2 separate regions of the Mus musculus genome follow, and region 2 is linked to region 1. The links are chromatin contacts, called in public HiChIP or PLAC-seq maps. All regions are on one chromosome and are shown on one strand. Each heading gives the region's core, a stretch centred on a gene start, on an enhancer-like site or on the middle of the called end of the contact. The rest is flanking DNA. Distances are from core to core; before and after follow the strand shown. Region 1 holds the start of 2810442N19Rik (RIKEN cDNA 2810442N19 gene). Region 2 overlaps Dnm3 (dynamin 3).

What was found. HiChIP or PLAC-seq counts read pairs in DNA pulled down with a chosen protein or histone mark.
Region 2: an H3K27ac HiChIP or PLAC-seq map of embryonic fibroblasts shows a contact between it and region 1, with 57 read pairs. The contact joins the enhancer-like site here to the promoter of 2810442N19Rik in region 1. A contact is called at or near these places in 13 of 39 promoter capture datasets (the 3T3-L1 cell line, 3T3-L1-derived adipocytes, HPC-7-derived erythroid cells and 9 more), 3 of 15 datasets of contacts at CTCF or cohesin (the NIH/3T3 cell line, large pre-B cells and pro-B cells), 38 of 484 Hi-C or Micro-C datasets (the 3T3-L1 cell line, 3T3-L1-derived adipocytes, the C2C12 cell line and 23 more), 7 of 115 datasets of contacts at active chromatin or transcription factors (the NIH/3T3 cell line, T-cell acute lymphoblastic leukemia, craniofacial prominence and 4 more) and 2 of 9 other capture datasets (embryonic tail and embryonic trunk).

What each region holds. Positions count from the first base shown.
Region 1 is chr1:162,002,313-162,007,994 of GRCm38.p6, reverse strand. It overlaps 2810442N19Rik (RIKEN cDNA 2810442N19 gene), which reads right to left and starts at 3,026. Exons shown (of 3, transcript NR_040562.1): 1 at 2,661-3,026; 2 at 2,173-2,559. All of the region lies in intron 20 of Dnm3 (dynamin 3), which reads left to right.
Region 2 is chr1:162,074,401-162,080,082 of GRCm38.p6, reverse strand. It overlaps Dnm3 (dynamin 3), which reads left to right. Exons shown (of 21, transcript NM_001038619.2): 17 at 4,297-4,308. Among named protein-coding and RNA genes, the nearest start is that of 2810442N19Rik, 72 kb to the right of the region's middle. RefSeq lists an enhancer at 2,523-5,682. Within about 2 kb of position 3,367, at least 99 of the 459 cell types and tissues checked have an H3K27ac peak or open chromatin away from gene starts, as enhancers often do. A contact at or near this core is called in 3T3-L1-derived adipocytes, the C2C12 cell line, the MC38 cell line and 12 more, where this site is marked.

The sequences.
Region 1 (5,682 bases), core at 1,777-4,276:
TTGAGAAACTCCCACCACAACCCAGTACAAAGGGTACCCCCTGGTTCCCTGCTGGCCTTCCAAATTACAAAGGCAATCGCAGAACTTCTAGAGGCAAAAGATTTTTTAAGCCACCCTAATGTGTGCCTAGCCAGTCTTCCTCCCGATACTCTTTAGCAATCAGTGATCACGACTTTTCTTTTCGCCCTATTCCAAGGTCGTCAAAGCCCTTGGCGTGGCCCAGGAACCTTGAGTTTTCCATCTTTTTAACCAGAATCTTTACCATACCTTTCCATTTCAAATATACAGGGAGAGTTGGGGCAAGGGGTTGAAGTCACTTTTGACTCAGCTTTGCCCAGCCACTCGGCTGTTCTGGTTTCTGTGTTTTGGAGCCTTTTGGTGCGAGAGCAAGAAACACTGCAAACTGCACGTGGGTTTTAATTACTTCCACTCGAACTAATGAGCCTCCTACTAGCATGGATACCCCTGCCATTAGTAAGCTGGGTTACATAAATCTGTGATCTTTGGGACATTTCCCCCTCCCTCCCCACTCCCTCCCGCCACAGGCTTGACTATCTAGACTGTCCCATGTCTCCTGCCTCCATTCATGCTCTCTGACAAGACAAAGCTCCCGGTCCCCATCAGACACCAACTTCAGAGTTAGTGTAGCTATTTTCAGTTACCACTTCTTAAAATTAGATAATTGGCAAGTGTAGCCTTTGATATTAACAGAACAAATTAGCTGAGTCCAAGTGTGTTTTTCCTGGCACTAGCTAACTCTGACACTATTTCGATTATTCGTCCTTACCCCCCCCCAAGCCCAACCCCTGTCCACCCCTTCCCTAGGACAAAGCTCTTTTGCAATGGTCAAAAGGGATAAGGGTGTGAGGAAGGGTCTCTAGCCAAGGGAGAACAGACTTCACCTACCTCATCACTCAATATTCCACTTTTTAAAAAGTCGAGCTAGAGAAGAACTTTCTCGGACCCACCCTCGTTCACCATCTCTGATGGTTTCTTTTAAAAATGGCCAAGCCTGGTTCACTCCATTTGGCTTTTGCTTTAGCTCAACCCATCTGACCGAAATCAAAAACTGATCCTTTAAGTGATGTTCTTGTGAGCCTTGCAAGGAAGACAAAGCCCCCATGGTGTGTACATAGGCCCAGGGCAGCACTAAGACTTCACCCAGAGCTCCTCCATGGTGTCTTCCATGGTTTCTTTGACTTACCAGAGCACACTGCTTGCAGAAAGATGTACATGGCCCCTTTCCAAAACAATTGATGCCCTATATTACAAAAGTTAAGGCCCATTGGTTTTCATCATAATTTCGTTTTAAATGTTTGGTCTCTGATTCTGATGGCCTTGCATTGCCTAACCGTAACTCCCAACTCTTTCACACATTTTATTTGTTGTAAGTTACAGTTAGCACAGCATCCTTTCTTTCTATTTGGTGTATAAAGTCTCCTTGTTTTATTTGAGGTTTCTATTCATCTTTGTAAGCAAGTTCCCTAGATTTCAAGCCAGGACAAACCCCAACCCATCATTCTTCTATCTTTGCGTTCCTCACATCAAGGTTTGGTGCCGTGAAGGAGGAAGCTGTCGAGCCTTGAAGTCGAGGGGCTCAGAGTACATGGAAATTAAGCAACCCGTGTGACTAGCCTGGGAGTCATTCCCCTGCGGTCACACACGGAAACATCCTGACTTACCCTCTCCTCTCCTCGACAGCTCTCTAAAACTGTGGTGTTTTTAGCAGCCAAGTGTCATTTGGACAAGTGGTGAAATCACCTTGCGATTTGTGACATCAGCTGTGAGGCAAGCTCTCTGTTCTCCTAACTAGCCAGCCTTCCTTACAGAAAAAAATAAAAATCATACCCAGACAGTCTGGATTGTCAGGGAACTGTTTTTGTTTTTTGTTTTGTTTTTTTTTTCAACAACTAGATTTAAAAGTAAAAAAGAAAAACAAGCTATATTATAGCTCAAAAATATAATTGCTAAAGACAGAACAACTTTAAGCTGTTCTTACAATTCTTACAATCAAGGTATCTCATGAGGCAACCCTTGATATTAGAAATAAATTGGTGCTGAGACCTCCAAATGTAATTAATAATCTGCTGCAGGTTCAACATTAGTTGTCATAAAACTAAAATTTCAAACCACTGTTCTCTAAAGAAAAGTGTCCACTTTAATTAAATATACCTCCAAAGGTGCAATCTATTTACATGACGGTTCTTATTCCAGTATCCTGCTTCAATTCTTATGACAATGTACTAGTCCACTGAAAGGAAGCAATGGCGAATGTCAAAGGTTTTCTTTCACTCTTCAGGTCCTGTTTCCAATATGGTTTAAGTGAAAGTCAAATTATTTTGGGGATTTCCTCCTTGGGCCTAACTAAGGAAGTAGAGTCGACTTTACACAGGCATTTCCACTCGGCCACAGTTCAGATGCCTGGCGGTCTGTTTAGGCAAGGCCCACATACATTACCGGTGTCTCCTCGGGTCAGAACCTGTGAACTCTTTGGTGGTGTGTAGGCAGACTCACGTTTGCCTTTCTCTTTTCATTGGGTCTGAATCTTTCCCACATATCCTATGTGGCAGGAAAGTAAAAGCAAAAAGGGAAATTAGGAAAGATTCCCGTCATGCAAAACGCAAATAACACGAACGCAGACAGGAGACAGCTCCTCCTACCGTACACTGCAGTTAGCCAAGCAGCGGGTGACAGGCCTCCAGTTAAGCAAACACAACTGCTTCCTCCGTGTCTTGTGTCAAGAACAAGTAGCTCTGACATTGTTCCCTTTGGAGATCTTTAGTCGCTAAGCTCCGTCACTGCAGGACAAGCGCTTTTGCATCTCAGGGTGCCCAGTTCTGCCCTGGGGTTCACCTGATTGATAGAGGACAACAGCCAAGACAGAGGCCCTGGCCAGGGACAATGCGTAATTGATTCCGATTATTTTTCCTGTGGCCAGTCAGCAGTAAACTGTCACCAGCTGTAATCCACCGAGTGTCCCTATATACAAGCTGGTGTCAGCTCGGAGAAAAGCGGGGAAATGCTCTACCATGTGTAAATAGACATCCAGACTTGCAGACACACATAGGCTAGCTAGGGCTCAAGTTTCTTTCATTGCCCTTGCTGGGAGGAAAAAGCGATTTTCAAGAAGGCTTCATGCTCAGGCATTCCTGGTCAGAGGGGATATTTTTCCAAGGCCTCGGAGACTCACGGTGTATGAATTGCACCTCTTTCACAGCTAACTTTTATCTCAGCAGTAAACTCTTAAGAAGAGGCTGCTGGAGGCTTCTTTATTTCCCTCTTTTCCTTTCCCCCAACTCACCGGCTACTATGAGAGATTAAAAAGTGAGACTTAGAAAAAAACCTTACACGGCAGACAGGAAGTTTAAACTAAAACTTGTCAGTGGAGCGTCTTGCTCTGTGAATGTGCCTGGGACGCCTAACTGCAGCAGCGGAAGAAAGGAGGGAAGGAGTCAGCTGAGCGCGTGTTGGCTCTGCTGGCTCCTCATGCATTTATCGATGCTTAAACATAGAATTGTTAAGTGCCCGGCGCTGACATTCCTTAGCCTACCCATGCCAAACATACTGGATGCATTGTCTGGGGAAACCTCTGGATCTAAACACGTATTTACACCCTTTAGTTGCCAAATGGTTTCCATCTGGCTCACCAATGCTGTTGCCAGAAGGATATTCCACTTCTGGTCAGGCTAGAGTTGTCAGGGCCAGAGTGGGGGTTTCTGGGAAGGCTCTGAGCCTGAGAGACACTACATGTTTAATGACGCCACATTACTTGAGCATTTACATGTTTAGATCACATGGCAGCACTAGCCCAAAATAGAACTCCAACGCAGGGCAATGTCGAAAGCCATGAGGTATTCAGGGACTCTCTCCACACCACAGCTCCCTCATTCCTTGCATCTGGCTGCTCCTCAGGCTTCAGAGCCACATGATAGGCAAAACCACAAATACCAAATGCTCTAATTTATTTTTAAGCATTCCCACCAAGCACTGAGAAATATCCACTCTTTGTTTTTCAGTCAGAATAATCGGTTCCCATGAATCACATGAACCCATTCCATTCACAGGCCCTGGGGGCGGGGAGCAGGGGTCGGAGCATAATCAAAAGGGAAATTAGCCAACTTCTCCACGTCTCAGCATCAGGGGTAGCGTTGAGCCTCTTGATCCAATTGCCCACACAGGGAGTGATCTAAGCACCAGAAAATGAAACAAGGTATAATGGCTCTCCTCCCTGCTCTTACGGAAACCCCACGAATGCACAGGTCAACATGAGAGTCGCCAATAAGCAGCATCCTTTCTTTGGTGGAAAGGATGACATAGAAGCTGAGAGAGAAGAAAATGAAGACTGAACCAACCTAGATACTCTACCACAAACATATCCAAAGCTTCAAGGAAAGGTCTGGAAACGGAGACAAGCTAAAATAAAGGTGGACATGATCTCTTATAGCCCCCCATAAGCCTGCAAGGCTGAGGCTGAGGCTGAGGCAGGAGGATCATGAATTTAAGGCCAGCCTTGGCTACAAAGCCAGTTCAGGCCATCATGAGGCACACAGTAAGATCCTGATCCATCTCCCACTTCAAAAAAGGCACACAGCGTGAGAAGGGCCTTAGTTGGCTTTCAGTATAATCAGGAAAATGGCCTTAGTCTACAACCGAATATCCCTTTTGCCTCCACCATATAAACATTCGAATTTGGCTTTAGATATTCTGAAGCAGCAGTATCTAGATGTCCCCTTCATCTGCACACTTCAGTATGACATTGATTTACAGGCACTTAGCCTGATTATCTGGCTATTTTGTTTTGTTCTTACTTTTTGAGTCAAAGTCTCACATAGTCTACTGTGTCCCTGAATTTACTTTATTGCCACCTCCAGCCTTGAATGTCTAATCTTCCTGCCCCTACTTCTCAAGTGTTCAGATTATAGGTGTATGCTATATTGTCCAGTGGGGAAAAATATATAAGGCATTTTATAATCCTTGAGGTAGCTTGCTTGACAATGAATACTAACGTAAGACGAATTCTGGACCGTGTGTATGCTTTTAAGTTCATAGTGTGATCTCAAAGATAATTTTAGGACTGAATGAAATTTTCCTTCAGGTAAACCTTTAAGTATCATGCCCCAGGTCTAACATAAGACCTGCCTACTCCCTGCCACTATGGTTGCAGTCACAAAGAAAGGCCGTAAAAAGATCTAAGCCCAACATCCACTGCTTTTTAAAAACATTCCCTATAGTGTTAGAAAGTGTTTTAATAACTAAAATAATAAACCCTCACGTCAGACAAGTTCTACAATATCTTAATTATTGGCTTTGGGGTGAAAAATGAAGGAGACATTAGTGGATGTGTTAACTAGACAAACCATGGCAGGACTTTCCCTCCACATATCTAGGCCTGACACCAAAATAAAACGAAGCTCTGCAAACCCATAGCAGGAAAGGCGACTTAAAGCTTTAAAAGTACCAATAAATAGATAATACTCAAGAGAAACCCCTGTAACTTCACCAGGAGCCTGCAGTTAACCTGGCCAGGTGATCTTCGGTTCAGATCAGGAGTCCGCAGTGAGTAGATATTGAAATAATAGTCTGTGAGTACAGTGGTTAGTGTTCTGCCCTGCAATATAAAGTGCCTTAATATTTCCAATACTCTAAATGACTCTTCCCACATCTTAATATTTCATACTGGAA
Region 2 (5,682 bases), core at 2,118-4,617, 72 kb before region 1:
GTCCTCCATTACGTAGAAAGAGTTGATGCCATCAGCTTAACCCAAAGCCTGATATCATTAAGCAAAATGTTAGGACTTGTGAACAGTGTGTTTTGCTTTCGTGTCTACAGTCACAGAGTCCCTAACAAATCAGTTAGTTGGTCCACTAGAAACAGTTCTGCTTTCTATACAGGTATCTAAAGTTGACTTGAGGGGAAATCCTTATTTTTAAGCTGTGCAGGGCATGTATGTGACTAGCTAGATATAGGTGCCTTTGTGAGCATATGTGTGTCTATATGGTGTACATGTATGTACATAGTGTGTGTGTAGTTCAGAGGACAACGTGGGGAGCTGAACCTCCCTCCTTGTCTCCTCCTTCGGCTATTAAGTTGAAGTTATCACCACTATAAAACTGCATGTTGCTAAGTATACAGGGCTTTACACAGTTTCAAAATAAAAATTTTTTTAGTGGAATCTCTAGCTAACTGTTCAGAATAAGATATAAATTATGCTTGTATACCAATTCTTAGGGCCTATTAAAACTTTCAAAAGACTATTTACCAACACATCTGTATAAGCGTTACTCCTAAATTTTAGGACAAATAAGTATGAATCTGATCTAAGGAGCGTGATATGATAAACAATGACTTTTGAACACCAATCATTGGTTTTCAATACAACATTAAGGAATTCTAAATTCAAACTCTTTGACCCATGAAGTATGCATCGGAATAGGGTAGACATGGGAACAAATCTATTCTTTGTTTAAGTCCTGTGATGTAGGCACCTCAGCTAATTCTCTAGTCTTTTCTACTTCTCTAAGCTTGAATAGCGCCTCCCTCAGAGAGCAGGTTCTGGTGTATCAACACAAACTCCTTCCCTTTAACTGATGACTGTGTTCATGGCTCAGCCTTTATTATTCTTTGGCATCCTGAATGTGCAGACAAAGCTGCAATTCTCAATTGTATGGCTAAATATTCTTTGGAAGCTATTAGTCAGATTTGATGGTATCAGAGAGAAATTTCTTATCTGTTGTCTAGTAAGCCTGGTTGTTTAGAGGGAGTCCTAAGAGTGCCTGTGGGACAGGCCAAACTTCAAGGTTGAAAATGGAGGACAGGATTTAGCCCACAGGCTGTGAGGCAACCCAAAAGCCTCACGCCTGCCTTTAGAAGCTGGCCCTCCAGCTATGGAAAAAGGCGATGTGAGATCCAGGCATGCCCTGGAAATGATTTGGTGTGAAGTCAGTTAAGAAACCTTAGAGCATTTTAAAAGGTTTCTGTTTCCTGTAAAACATCACACACACACACACACACACACACACACACACACACACACACACACACAGAGAGAAACTTCTATACAGAGGGGTTTCTGTTACATATCTTCCTCCTCCTCCAGTGTGAACCAGTGTAAACTGCTTCTTCAGAAACTCAACCTAATGGTAGAAAAACAAAACAACTCTGAACCCCGAACCCCAGCTTTTTCTGTGAACTCAGGACGCTGCAGCTATAATCAACCTGAGATGGAACCATCTTCTACCGAGGTCCCTTTGGTACCTCAGAAATGTTACTTTTAGAAGAGTCTACAGTGACTTTTCCTTTGTGTCAAAGAAAAAGTTAGAAGAAAGGGTCCCTATGTATCCCCAAATGGGTAAAAGAGGAATGGTTGTAGACTTTTACAAACATTTACTAATATAATTGAATAAAAAAAAAAGAAATAACAAAGGAGAGGCTATGAAAGCACCTTGGTATGGCAGAGAAGAGAGTTTATTGTAGATAAAAAGGAGACATAGGCAGGGGCAGGGACCTCTGGGAGAGTCCAGAGTGGACGTGACCATGATGAGTTGGACCATGTGAAGAGAAAGGAGAGGGGAGAGCAGCTGAGGACCAAGACGGGCAGCCTGGGCCAAGAGACTGGCCAAGAGAGTAGATGAGAAAGACCAGGTCACCAAGGTAGCTGGATTATATAAAGAAGGGCATCTGGTGGTAGGGCAGCCCAGCCCCTGGGCTAGAGAAGTTTAGGGTAGGGGGTGATGTATGCCAGCCAGAAGGGTCCTGTAGCAGGTAGAAACTGAGGGATATACGGAGAACCTTGCAACCAACAGTCTGTGTAGGAGTGGGAGGGTCTGATACCCCACTACAACCACTACTACAGCAGTGTTTCTCCCAGAACTTTGAGCAGCTGTGTGTCCAATTCCAAAGGTCTTAGTTACCCTTCCATGGAAAAACACTTTCAAGGATTCAGACGTAAGCTATTGTCAACAAGAGTAGTGGAGAACATTATAAAAACATTATCCACCACTCAGAACTGCCATCCATGGCTGTCACCAAATAGATGACTGGGAACTGGCTGACTGAACCGGCAACTGGCCAGGCCACGCCATGTTCTCTGCTTCCATTGTGTCTTTTATTTAAGGATCAGGGCATCCTACACAGTGACATCATTGTTGCCGCTACTCGCACCATCTGCCACTGCGCAGGGAAGCTAGTCATCCCCGAGTGTCCAGAAACACTTGGTTGAACTCCTGAAACTGATTTGCTAGATCAAAAGCTGCTCTGCTGTGGAATGCAATAAACTCCATCTGTCTGAGGTATTTCCAGCAATATTGTTCTTCTTAGGAGAACCAGGGTCCCATTATTCTAGAAAATGGTCTTTTACCCATAGTAAAATCCCTCCCCAGTGGGGTCTTTACTGTCTTACTGAGCAGTTGGCATCCCCTCTAGGAAGGATTCCTCTGGGGTTTTGTTTTGTTTAGTTTAGTTTTTTACTTCATTCATTCTTATGTCATTATTTATGCATCTGATAAACTAGTGTGCAAACAGCTGTACTATGGCAGCCCAGTGCTAAAGAAACCTCTCTATAGGATTTTATCAATGCCTTTATATTTTCCTTGTTAAATACAATGGCTGAAATGGTCCCTGGGAAAGGTGGTTTTCTTAAGGTCAGCAGCAGGCATGGAACTCAAGGAAACCCTCTCCCGGGGTCATCGCCTTCCCACTCTCTCAGAATGTTTCCTGGTGTGTTTCCCCCTCCCCCTTAAATCCTCAAACTAAATGTAAAGGGCAGGCCCCTACCCCAGGCTTTCCTTCTGATGCACACACTTCCCTCACAGCTCTCTGCAAACCTCACATCTCAGCAAGGCGTTTCTTCTGGGCCCCTGTGAGGAGAAACTCAGATCCGTTCCGGGCTCACATCCCACCACGTCTGCCCCACAGGAACTGACCTTGCAAGGACTCGGGCTGCTCTAGGAGCAATGAATCACCGTTTTATTTTCTTAGGCCATATGTGAGTTCAATTGTTCGATGTAAATCATGCTCTCCCAGCTTCGGTTAGCAACAGGAGAGTCACAGGCTGCCACTCGCCCCTGGATGCCCTGTCTCCACACACACAGTATTTGCATTTAGAAATGTTGATGACGGTTTTGTGACTAACCTTTCCAGATCCCATGTTGCTGACTATGGAGTACTGTTTATTTTGGCCAAAGCCCCACTCTACAGTCTTGACTTCCCATGCCAACCCAAGACAGAAACTCATAACTTACCAAAGAAAAGAAAGGCTCAGAAGGAGTCTATAACTTGGGTTTGCTTCCTCTGTTGTCCCAAACCACCCACTCCATGCCTCAGTACTTGCTTCTTTTCTTTGAGAAGGAAGGAAAGAAGGAAGGAAGGAAGGAAGGAGGGAGGGAGGGAGGGAGGGAGGGAGGGAGGGAGGGAGGGAGGGAAGGAAGGAAGGAAAGAGAGAGAGAGAGAGAGAGAAAGAAAGAAAGAAAGAAAGAAAGAAAGAAAGAAAGAAAGAAAGAAAGAACTAATTTAATTCCACCTTCGTTGAAACCAAGAATGCAGTGCTTGTTTTGTTGTTTTTTGTTTTGTTTTGTTTTGTTTTGTTTTGTTTTGTTTTGTTTTAAAAAAAATAAAGTAATGACTGATGAAATTTTCCATGCTTGGCATGTTGGAGGAAGGGCTGTCAGGAAAGACGAGCCAGCACACTGACTTCTCTGCCTTTTATGCTAGCGGTTCACTTATTACCGATTCAAACCAATTCTTTCTGGCTTGGCTCCCATAGCCCAAGTATTCTGAGTAGAAAGCAATGGAGGGATATCGCCACACTGTTGTAAACGCGGGACTTCACTCCCCCTACCTACACGGATTCTCTGACTCAGGCCTGAGCCCTGGATGTACACAATGGGAAGTTATCGAAGGGTTCAGCTATTCATTCGGATTCCGATCCAGCAAGGAAAAACCTCATAATTTTGAAATAAATTTGTGTTTAACATATTTCTCTCACTTTTTTTTCCCTTCCTTGTGACTGCATGCACAGGGGAGCAACAAAGTAAGTTCTCTGCCCTAGTGCGGCTCTTCTGTGTTTCCTGTCTCCCCGGCCCCTGCTCCTGCATGCCCAGCCTCTGCTCCTGCATGCTGTCTTGACAAACGTGATTCTATGTATCTTGGGATAGCCACCCTCTGCTGGCCATTCCAAGGAGTCTATGGGGCAATGCAAATGTCAGGGGAAATGTGTGTGGATGGCCACAGTGGCTGCTCTGTTTTGGCCTTCTTGGAAGGGAAATAAGTTATGTTTTCAGAGCTGGTTATGGGACATGTCAGAGGGGTCACGCAAAAGAAAAAGACCAACTCTGAGCAAAGGAATGGTAAGGATTTGTCACAGAAGGGTTCCTCAAACTGATGGAACTCAGTGTAGCTGAAGAACTGACCCCAAATCAAAGCTTGTGCAGTTATAAAACCTCCAAACTGGAGCCTTAAAGGGCAGTATGGCAGGCTTTGTTGGCAAAACTGAACTCGATCCGTTCACTGGCTTTGAAGGGGCCTTAAAATGGAGGAGGAGGGTGGGGTCAACATTTGACTTGGCTCCTACATCCTTGATGAATTCCAGCTGCGTGGAAGCAGGAGAGTGTGGGGAGGTTGAGGGGAGGCTGAACCGTCTGTATAACGGGCAGGGCAACACACATGAATGGTGCGAGCAGTTTTAATGTTCTCGTTACAACAGATAAATGAGAAAATGCTGCTTCGTGGCGTTACTCGTTTGGTTAAATTTTCATGTAACTTTCCCAAAAGCTTCGTGCTACTTCCCATTTTCTTAGAAATATAAGAGTCGTATAGCTGGGGAAAGTAGTCTTGCATTCGGCAGGCTGGTTTTCTTTATTGTTGTTTGGGGGTTTCTTGTTGTGTTTTGTTTTTCCTTCTTGTAACGGTCGTTTATCCTACCAGGTGGCCCGCTTAAAATGGGCCTCGGTGGATACAATAGGAATGGAAAGGAATCTGTTATATAAGAGTTGGCCTGCATAGCTAAAGCAGCTGGAATTCATCAAGCTTGCTATTCATAAGCCATATGTATAGAATGTAAAACAAATGTGGGAAATATTTTGCAGTTTAATTTGGTGGAATGTGTTATTATGGAGTAAATTGACAGAGATGGCTGGTCCTAAAAAATGTGTCACTTCATAAATTTATACTCTGATAGAGCTGCTCACAACCCAGGCAATGCTATTTAATAAAGTTAAAATAATGCCAGAAATGTACATCTATGGAGAAGGAAGGAGGTGAACTCACATCATTTAGAGCACACTTCTAAAGGAGAATAGCAGGTCACTTAAAATAATAAACTCAAGGCTTCTTCCACAAAGGAAAGGGTAGTATTTCTAAATAATACAACAACTCTTAGGGACAAATATTTGAACAAAATGTGAAA